Regions from separate parts of the Mus musculus genome. Here region 2 is linked to region 1. Evidence: chromatin contacts called from public HiChIP or PLAC-seq data. All regions are on one chromosome and are shown on one strand. The core of a region is the stretch at or near the end of the contact, and the rest is flanking DNA. Distances in the headings are between cores, read along the strand shown. Region 1 has its middle 140 kb from the start of Gm36899. Region 2 overlaps Ank (progressive ankylosis).

The links. HiChIP or PLAC-seq counts read pairs in DNA pulled down with a chosen protein or histone mark.
Region 2: a contact with region 1 is called in an H3K27ac HiChIP or PLAC-seq map of SST interneurons, with 6 times the contacts expected there. The contact joins two enhancer-like sites. A contact is called at or near these places in 1 of 15 datasets of contacts at CTCF or cohesin (the NIH/3T3 cell line), 18 of 484 Hi-C or Micro-C datasets (B cells, CD8 T cells, the G1E-ER4 cell line and 11 more), 10 of 115 datasets of contacts at active chromatin or transcription factors (SST interneurons, T-cell acute lymphoblastic leukemia, astrocytes and 6 more) and 2 of 9 other capture datasets (adipose tissue and embryonic stem cells).

What each region holds. Positions count from the first base shown.
Region 1 is chr15:27,323,651-27,328,534 of GRCm38.p6, reverse strand. No RefSeq gene overlaps it. Among named protein-coding and RNA genes, the nearest start is that of Gm36899, 140 kb to the left of the region's middle. Within about 2 kb of position 2,519, at least 39 of the 459 cell types and tissues checked have an H3K27ac peak or open chromatin away from gene starts, as enhancers often do. A contact at or near this core is called in SST interneurons and cortical neurons, where this site is marked.
Region 2 is chr15:27,562,135-27,567,018 of GRCm38.p6, reverse strand. Ank (progressive ankylosis) reads right to left here. Exons shown (of 12, transcript NM_020332.4): 5 at 4,125-4,295; 6 at 1,983-2,117. Among named protein-coding and RNA genes, the nearest start is that of Mir7117, 6.9 kb to the left of the region's middle. Within about 2 kb of position 2,083, at least 33 of the 459 cell types and tissues checked have an H3K27ac peak or open chromatin away from gene starts, as enhancers often do. A contact at or near this core is called in SST interneurons and cortical neurons, where this site is marked.

The sequences.
Region 1 (4,884 bases), core at 1,270-3,769:
TGTGCAGTATCTTGTTGAAGAAGGAAAGAGATGCAGGTAACTCTTACATTTGCACCACAACCAACCAACAGCCACACTTGGGAAGGCCTTATTTATTATACCTTAGAGTGTGAACCTTGAATGAAGTTGGGGTGCTCTCACTATGTTACATTTTCTCTGGAGACTAGAAGAAAGCTCCCTACCCCCTAGAAAATTGCTAGTGCCCCTCTTCTTGGCTCCTGGTTCTGAGATTTCCTTCTCAGCATGAGTAGATTCCCAGATATGATCACAGCCAGCTCCTGTCACCCAACACCAGCGGGACCAATACTTACTGGAAGCATCTCTGATGACATCTCTCATTTCATGTATGAATTAGAGAATCTACATTTCTCGGACATTCCTGTTATGTGCTCACGTGGCTTTGTGTTCATGCCATGCTATTTCTTTTTAGAGCCGGCCTCATATTTCCTTTTATATTGACAAGGGTCTGTATTTTTGAGCCCCATCGTTAGATAGTGCAATATGGGTAAACTGAGTGTCATGATGACTAAGTGACTCTCTAGCACTTTACAATGAGTCAGGTAGTGAGACAGGAATAGAAAACACAACTCTAGTCTCCTAAATTGTTTTTTTCCTGACCACTAGACCACACTTCCTCTCCAGACTATGAGACACTGGAAAATGAGAGTCAGGCTGAGAGTAAATATGGAGGTGAGCCCGCAGAAACACAATTTCACTTGTTCTTAAATCATGTCGTTTAGCAAAGGAAAACAGCAAACACCCCAGTGTCTTTACTGTCATCCAAAATTGCATCCTGAACCCACCATGGATGTAGAACAGGAAATGAGTCTGCCCCAAACCGACATCCCTTTTCCATTTAAATGATTTTGAAAAAGTGGTTGATTTTCCCGTCTGTATGAGATTTCCCTTACAAAAGAAAAAAAAAAGTATTTGCAGTTCAAAACATAAATAAAACAAATTCGTCAGTCACGTGTTTTACTAAATGAAATCCAACAGTTTTAGGCTTCATAGGAAAAACAGGCTGATTAGACGCAGCAGGAAGGTGAGTTTATCGTGGACCAAGTGTGGCAAAGAACAGCACGCAACACATGAAGGTGAAAACTGGGGCAAAACTGTGCAAGGATGTGGGTGTGAGTCTCAACTCTGCTCCTGACTTTCTTCTTTTATTTAAATACGTACACACGTGATTATGTACTTTTTGTGGGGGGCTGGGCATAGGTAACCCTCAGTGTGCATACAACTTCAATGAATCTATTTTCCTCTCCACCATATGGATCCCAGGGACTGAGCCCAGGTTTTTTGACTTGGTGACCCTCACCCGTTGAGTCACCTCACTGGTCCCCTGACTTTCAGTGTTGAGCATATCCAACCATATGTGTCTGAAAGGGGTCATAGCACCTGCCTGCCTGCCTGTCTGCCAGTAGCCTTGGTGTGGAGACAGACAGGATAAGGTGAATGGAAGAAGAGCTGTGTGCTGGACAATGAGATATGGCAAGCCTCTGCCCCATGCCAAGGTTGCCCGGGTAGGCCAGTCATCTTTGCACTTCATCTCCAGTAACAGAGCTCTCAAAGGCTTCTTCTCCATGCTTGACTAGAACTTAAAACAAAAACAGTCTAAACAAGCTTCTTTTGAAATCAATTCTTGGCCATGGAGACAGAAAACAAGATATTTCCTTTTGGCGAATAGCTCCCCCTCTTCCTCGTCATTTAGCAAGAGGTATCTTGAACTGCTCTCCTGAAATCCGATGAGAGATGTGAAGAGAATATTTTCCACTCAGAGAAAAGAGCCGTGCAGTCTGGGGAAGCAGGGCCCTCACTGGGAGAGAATGAGTGCCAAGAGCTGTCTCACCTTGTGGTTCCCGGGCAGGCCTACAAGCTCTACAGATAAAGCCCAGACAGCAACTACTGGGAATCCTGGAAGGTCCTTTTGGGGGAAAAACAACAACAACCTTCCATCAGGGTTTCCATCTGTGGGTGGAATAGGAGGCTATTGTTCCTGGAAACTGAAGAAAAGGCAGGAATTTACTTTCCAAATTGGGCAGCAGCCGAAAATTCAGCACAGCTCACTGCTCAGCTGCTGCCCTTTAACAGCAGGTGATGGTGTGATTTTTCTCAATGGAGCAAACAACCTACTGGAAAGCTCCTCAGACTGTCACTAATCTCTACTGGCGTCGCGTCGGTTTCTTGTATGTCAGCAATTCATGATGCTCCGTGTTTGCCATAAAGAGATTCCTTATGTGTTGGTTGTGTGACCCCCTTATCGTAATCTCAAAAGACAACGATCTCTACCTTCTCTCTAAAATAAATCCAGTACAAGACAATCCCTGCCTTCTTTAGGGGTGGTGCATGGTCTGATGCAGAGGACTGTACTGCCCCGTGCCAGAAGTAGAATCAAGGGAGACCTTTAGAAAACAATACCTGCCAGGTACCTCACGCACGTGTCTTTTATTGTGTAACTTACATGCAAAGGGTTGTGGGTGGGCTGTAATAAATCAGCGCCATCTAGTGGAAATGGGCAAAGCTACAAGTCACCGCTCCACTGCTGTGTCACTGCCAGTAGGACACCTTCCAGCTCAGTCACTTCTCAACGCAGTCTTATTTATACTCTTCTATTTAAACGGGTTGCCCCATTCTGCTTTGAAAGCTAAAGGCTAGTCCTAGGTAGAGTAAAAAGACTGGGGACTGTGTAAATAAATGTTCTGGCAGTAATCAAGATAATTGTACCAGTTAGCATGTGAACACTAATGTTTGGTTTATAGTCATCATATTTCATCCTTATAGGACTCTGGGAGACAGTGCTGTTTTGTTGAGAAGGAAACTGAGGCACAGAGAGTCTATGTAACTTGCCTGGGCCACTCTTTTGCTACTGGGAAGACACCAGTCTTCCTTGTGTCCCCCTGCCTGAATGGGGTCGTAAATATATGCTGGAGTAGACAGAATTCCAGTGTTAGGGCTGATGGACAGAGTCCCAGAATAGGAAAACATGGTGGATATTGGTAGATAATAGGTGTCCCATAGGTCAAATGGAAGTTGGTTCGAGCCATACTCAGTCGTTTTTCTGTTTTGTGTTCCTGGGAGAATTACAGTATGTTCTGAGAACTCCAGGTTATTCTGAAAAAAAAAAAATGGCGACAGGGATATATCTTCCTCGTGGAGGAGGAGCTGGTAGTATGGGGAGAAGTGTGGGTGCTTGCGGTCTGGCTCATGGTGGCTGTAGATAAGATTTTTCTTTTTAATTCTTTGAAAACGATTTTAGACGTTCATCAATTAGAGAAGAGTCCCTCATGGGGAGTAGACAGGTCGGTTCTTAAGCTCTGAATTCAGCCTTCTATCCACCTGGAGTTCTTGTCCCGCCTAGGACAATGTGTGGAATGTGCCCCTCCATAATCCTATCTTCCTTCCCACTGTTGGTGCTCATAGCAGGACCAAAGCTGGCAGGTGCAGAAGTTGTCCTTGGCGCCGTCCGTGGGTGATCCTGCTCTTGTGCTCTTTGGTCTCTTTGGTGTTCATGATGAATGTGAGGATAGGAAGGTGCAAGAAGGAGATTCTTGTTACAGAGTCCTTCTCTGAGGCCTCCAGGGCACAAAGGGCTTTTATGAGAAGGGACAGAGGGAGGATATGGAGATATTGGTTAGGAGGCAGAGGCCTTTGTTATTTAGTCTGCTGTCTCTTTTCTTTTTTCTCTGTCCAAACACAACAGAGTCATGGGCCTCCTGCACCTAATTAGCTAAAGACTATGGACAGAGAACAGCAGATATAGTGGGTTCTGGGAATCTCAAGGAAGTTTTACCAGTTTACATCTCCACCATTTGGGTAGACCCTTTAGAACTTAGACTGTCTAGTGAGTGGGAGGAAGATGAAGGATAAGGGGGGAGGAGACAGACAGACAGACAAAGATCTGCCAAGTAAAATGTCCCCAAAGAGCTGCCCCATCACAAAATGGTGTATTCCTGTCTGGCCATCTAGAATTACCTATCATTTTCTCTCTCTAAAGGAGATTTTAGTTGTATTCATGTGTGCATATGTGTGTGACCACGTGTGAATAAGTGCAGGAGCATGCTCTGTAAAGGCCAGAGAAAATGTTGGATCTCCTGGAGTTGGAGCTACAGACCATACTGAGCCACCTGATATGGGTGCTGGGAACTGAACTCTGGTCCTCTCTGCACGAGCAACAAGCACTCATGACTACTGAGCCATATCTCCAACCCCTAACTGTGTATTTCTTGGTTTAATATTTGCTCCACTAAACAAAGTACAGTAGTAGACCAGCACTGTGCTGTATGGAGAACAGAAACAGGCTTCACTCAGACCCTTAGTATGCTACCAAGAGGATTTAGCATATCCATATACTCAGAAAGATTAAAAAAATATATAACAAGCAACAGGATTTTTTAGTACAGTGTACTACATAATTGAAGTGAATCCTGATGTCTGTTTTCATACTATACAATTTCTTTTGCAGAGTTACGTTGTATTACAAATACAGAAACCATCTTCTTAAAAGGGAATGCAAGAAATAAGTAACAGCTAATGAATTGATATAAAAAAAAAAAACAGTACTTGCAAATAGAGTTTGATTCTTTCCCCAGCCATGACTCATTTTGCGCGAGCGTCTTGGCTTCTCCATCCTTAAAAGACTAATACAATTTGTCTTTAATTAAAGTCTCAATTATTTTTTTAAAGCTCTGGGGAAGATGGGTGCAATGGAAAAATGAACTAACTGAGCCTATGACTTAGCTTGTGCTGGGAATTTTATAGGCAGTTCACAAAGGCTTTTACTTGTCCCCCTAAGTGATAGGCAAAATGTATTTGAAGCCGAACAACTTAGACTGGAAAGGCACACAGTACCTGTCCCCAAAGTAATGATCACATCAGGACACACCC
Region 2 (4,884 bases), core at 834-3,333, 240 kb before region 1:
TGTTGATGCGGACTCGGGTCCACAATGAGCTCTCCCCTCAAGCCCTATATGGGTCCCCAAACAACACCAGGAGCACAGTCGTAGGGCAGCTCCGCTTCTCCACCTCCATGCTGCCCCTCAGCACGGCACACGTGCTTGTCAGTGACTCCGTGCCACTGTCCCTCCAACGCAACACATTTAAGGCTGCTTGGTCCTACAGGTCCAACTCAACATTTTTACTCAGTGAAATCAATATATATTTCATATAGGAAAGGCCACTAACAGGTTTCCATGCAAAGGGTTTTCTTCTCCTGCATGAATGAAAAGGAGAAAAAAAAAATCAATGTCTGGCATCTACAGCTACCCTCTGGCACTTGGTGTTCTAACTCTGTGGAAGAGGAAGCCAGGCTTCATTTGCTTTAGCGGACAGAGCAACTGCACAGTACACAAGAACATGATACAGGCCACAGCTATGTGAGGAAACTTGGCGTGGCGTGGCGTGGCATGGCATGGCGTGGCGTGGCATAACACAAGAGAGCATCATGGTTAGGCAGGCCTAGATCCAAACCTCCCCTTTGCTCCTATGTGAGATGGGAACTTAGACACCCATGTCAGTTTCTCCGCAGAAGCGGTGCTGGTAATATTAACCACCCAGGGCTGATGGGAAATGACTAAAATCCACATGAGCACCTGCAGTGTAAGCACACAGCGTGGCCCCATCAGCTCTGGTCCCCATGAGCTGAGCTTCTGTGCCATAGCTGGCAATTTGGAAATGCCTAACACAGAATCTGTCCTCGTTTGTTTCATCCACGGGAAGATGGAATTCTAACGAACAATCAATGGGGGTTCCATAGGCTTCTCTTGGAAAGTCAGTATTTGACTGACAAAGCTGCCATACTGTAGCAGCCACCCAAGATGACATCTGTGACTCCGATACCGAAGTCCAGGAACAAACAGGGGCCAGAGAAAGCATTCTGCTTTTGATTTATTACAGGCATCTTCTCCTGGCCAACAGGAGCTCTTCCCAGGACATGGAAACTGGCACCGATGCTCTGGGCTGGGGAGCTGCTGACGGTGCAGTCAAGGCCAGGTGTAAACAAGAGGCCTTAATGAGAAGCCACCAGCCTTCCTAAAGGAACAGAGATGCCAGCTACAGAATTAATTCTCCAGAAGGCAATGGAGGAGGAAACAAGTGAGCTCACTCCGTTTGATCCCCCTCTCGAAAAAAGGAACGGATGAGTCAACCTTCTGGCGGAACGGCAGCCAGTTTCCAGACCCACTTCCAGAGCTTTGAGTGAATACACACAGGGGACCCTCGTCAGGAGGAATTGATTGTCAAAGAGCCCATAGGTGGCATGGCCCAGGGACAGAGCAGGTGAGGCTAGCCTGGGTCACTGTGGAAGCTCTGGGCACTGCTAGAATTCCTACAGGCTTGTCCCGTCATCCTTTGCAGCAACAGTGAAGTAGCTGCATGCTGACAGCAATGGAGTGCTGGAAGGGCCACGGGAAGCAGGTCAGGGAGCTAGAATGGCCTCACCATCCCAGCCTCTAGCAGGTTCTGTCCTGTCTTCCCTTTCTTTCTTTTTTTTTTTTTTTAAAGATTTATTTATTTATTATATGTAAGTACACTGTAGCTGTCTTCAGACACACCAGAAGAGGGCATCAGATCTTGTTACGGATGGTTGTGAGCCACCATGTGGTTGCTGGGATTTGAACTCCAGACCTTTGGAAGAGCAGTCGGGTGTTCTTACCCACTGAGCCATCTCACCAGCCCCTGTCTTCCCTTTCTATGCCTCAGTTCCTCATGTGCTAAATGAGAAGGATGAAGGCACTGTCTTCCATAGTCACAGAAATGGAAAATTTCAAAAGTCACCTAATCATGGCTTCCTTTGTCATTGTGTCATATGATTTAGAGTTGCCTGAGCTCTTGCCGTGAACTGGAAAGGAGTAGGTATCTTTCTATCTCCCCTGACATGTGCCCACGTGCTCACAGAGTTCCCTACCTCTGTAGCAGCAGAGCTGCCACCAAGGTCCCGGGACACGAAGAGGTTGACAATGGGCCGACTGATTCGCTGCGTGGCCAGGATCAGAGCCAGGGGCCACCAGAAGCTCAGCATCTTTCTTATGGTTGCATCACCCTGTTTTGGGAAACAGAGGTCAAAGCTCGTTAGGTTCCAGAAGTGGAACAGAAAACAGCCTAAAAACCAAAGCCTGTCCTTCGTATGCCAATCAATAGCAACTCCATTACGCCTCACAATAACATACAGAAAAGCCTCTGTAGACATGCCAAGTCGAATTAAAATTAAGTGTACAGTCTTATTAGAAATTAATTCAGACAGCTGGTGAGCTACTGTGAAATCAAAGCACACAGTAGATGAAGCCTGGTGGATCCTGACCATTGTTTTCCATATGCAGACCCAGCCTCTCTACAAGGTGGAGCCCAGCTCCAGGGCCCCAGAAAGCAGGTTTCAGATGAGGCTCTGTGTGTGTCATCACAGTGGCTGGCTTGAAGCCACATCAGTGGGAGTAGCTCTGAGAAATAAAAAGCTATTATAATCTAGTTTGGAATCAGTCAATATATATACAAATGTGTCTAATTACTGTAGAACTACCTAGCTCAGCTGCAGAGACTCCCGCCTCCAAACCCTCCACAGGAGCCACACACACTGAGCAGAGGCCTAAGTGGAACAAAAGCACACTGAAGCACAAGGCAGGCCTCAAGACGTCTACAGCCAAGGTGTGCGCTACCTTTCAAGCTCAGCTTCTGTTGTGAAATTTAGGTTTTGTTTCTTAAGAGGGTAAGAGTTACGTCATGGAACCCTCTCAGGCATTTTGATTTCTTTCTCTTTGCTGGAGGCAGAAGATGAAGGGAGGGGAGGAGGGGGAGAGAGAGAGAGAGAGAAACAGAGAGGCACAAAGAGATAGAGACACAGAGACAGAGAGATAGAGACAGAGAGAGACAGAGAGACACAAAGAGATATATAGAGACACAGAGACAGAGACACACAAAGAGATAGACAGAGAGACAGAGAGATAAACAGAAACAGAGACACAGAGAGATAGACACAGAGAAAGAGAGACAGGATGATAAACAGAGACAGAGAGAGACAGAGACTGAGACAGAGATAGAGAGATTAGTCCTATCAAGATAACTGTGGCTGGCCAAGTGGTAGAAATAACCAGGTAGGATTTCAATAACACCTTGACCTAGAATGAGGTACACAGTCAACACAATTACTGTTGTGACATCATGAAAGCATTGTCTGGTTAAGCTGGGGCCTGGGGGTGGCATGTGGTCAGGGTTAGACATGACCCTTCCTGCCTGCCTTAGAGCTAGGTGGTAGGAGAAGTATGCGTGCACACAACTGCACATGACTCGTGATGGGAAAGCTCGGGCACTCCTAACTTGACTCTTAAGTGACCTTTAAGGCCCGAACTTCTCCAAAGAGGCTTCCTAGACCACATGGCCAGAGTGGGAGGCCCTTAGGTTTTTTGCAATGCGGATCCTGTTTTGAACTCATTTAGGTCTGTCCATCCCCCCACCCACCCCACCCCTACCTCTGCAATTGTTGCTCCTGTGTTGGCCTTACTTTCCTATTGAGTTAGAGGCCATGTCTTATGACTTCACGACACCCTATAGTACCTCAAGCTCTGCCATTGCATACACTAGCAAGATTTTGCTGAAAGGACCCAGATTACAGCTGTCTCTTGTGAGACCATGCCGGGGCCTAGCAAACACAGAAGTGGATGCTCACAGTCAGCTATTGGAGTGATCACAGGGCTGCCAATGGAGGAGCTAGAGAAAGTACCCAAGGAGCTAAAGGGATCTGCAACCCTATAGGTGGAACAACAATATGAACTAACCAGTACCCTGGAGCTCTTGACTCTAGCTGCATATGTATCAAAAGATGGCATAGTCGGCCATCACTGGAAAGAGAGGCACATTGGTCAGGCAAACTTTATATGCCCCAGTACAGGGGAACACCAGGGCCAAAAAAATGAGAATGGGTGGGTAGGGGAGTGGGGGGGAGGGTATGGGGGACTTTTGGGATAGCATTGGAAATGTAATTGAGGAAAATACGTAATAAAAAAAATTAAAAATTAAAAAAAATAAACCAGTCCAGAAAGTCAAACGGTGCACGCACCCCCAGCTCTGGGCCGCTCCTGTCGGGGATGATGTCGTGGATGTTCCTGTAGTAGCCCAGGCACAGTGTGGTGCAGCGCACAAGCGCACCCATGTACAGAGACAGGATGGGGATGAGCAGCGGTTCTCGGCATTCCAGGTGACTGTGAAGCAAAATGGCTACGAAAACAACCTGCGAGAGAGCAAACAGGGCAGGTCAGCAGAGTGAAAGCACGAGGTTCTCAGAGGTCAGGCCACCCTGCACCCAGAAACTGATGCAGAGAGCTAACTCCATTCTGATCTCCTGGGACCCAGATGCAAAGCCCCCGGGGTTGACTGGGGATCGCAGCCATGGTTCTGTTAGATCTACCATTAAGAGTCTTTTAAGGCAGTGGCACTTCTAGTTAAGATTTCTTACCAACTAAGAAATACCTAGAAACTTTGGCCTCTTAGCTTCCTCCCCACCGGAGGCTTTTTCCACACCAGAGGAAAAACCCAAGGCAGTCAGTGAAACACAAGGGGGGATGGGCAGGAACAATTATAGGATAAACACCCTTAAATGCCGTTCCAAACACCACTGGGAACGACGATGGAACAACCTGAATTAAAAGATACATAAAATACTAAGCAAGGAAAGTTATTAACGTATTAACTACATGTGACTACAATGCCTGCTTGTGGGTCCAGTTAGAGCCCTGGATGTCCTGTACTTGGAAGTAGCAGGCTTCATATTTACCATCCACAAAACTCCAAACCACAGTGGTGATGATATTCAGAGGTTG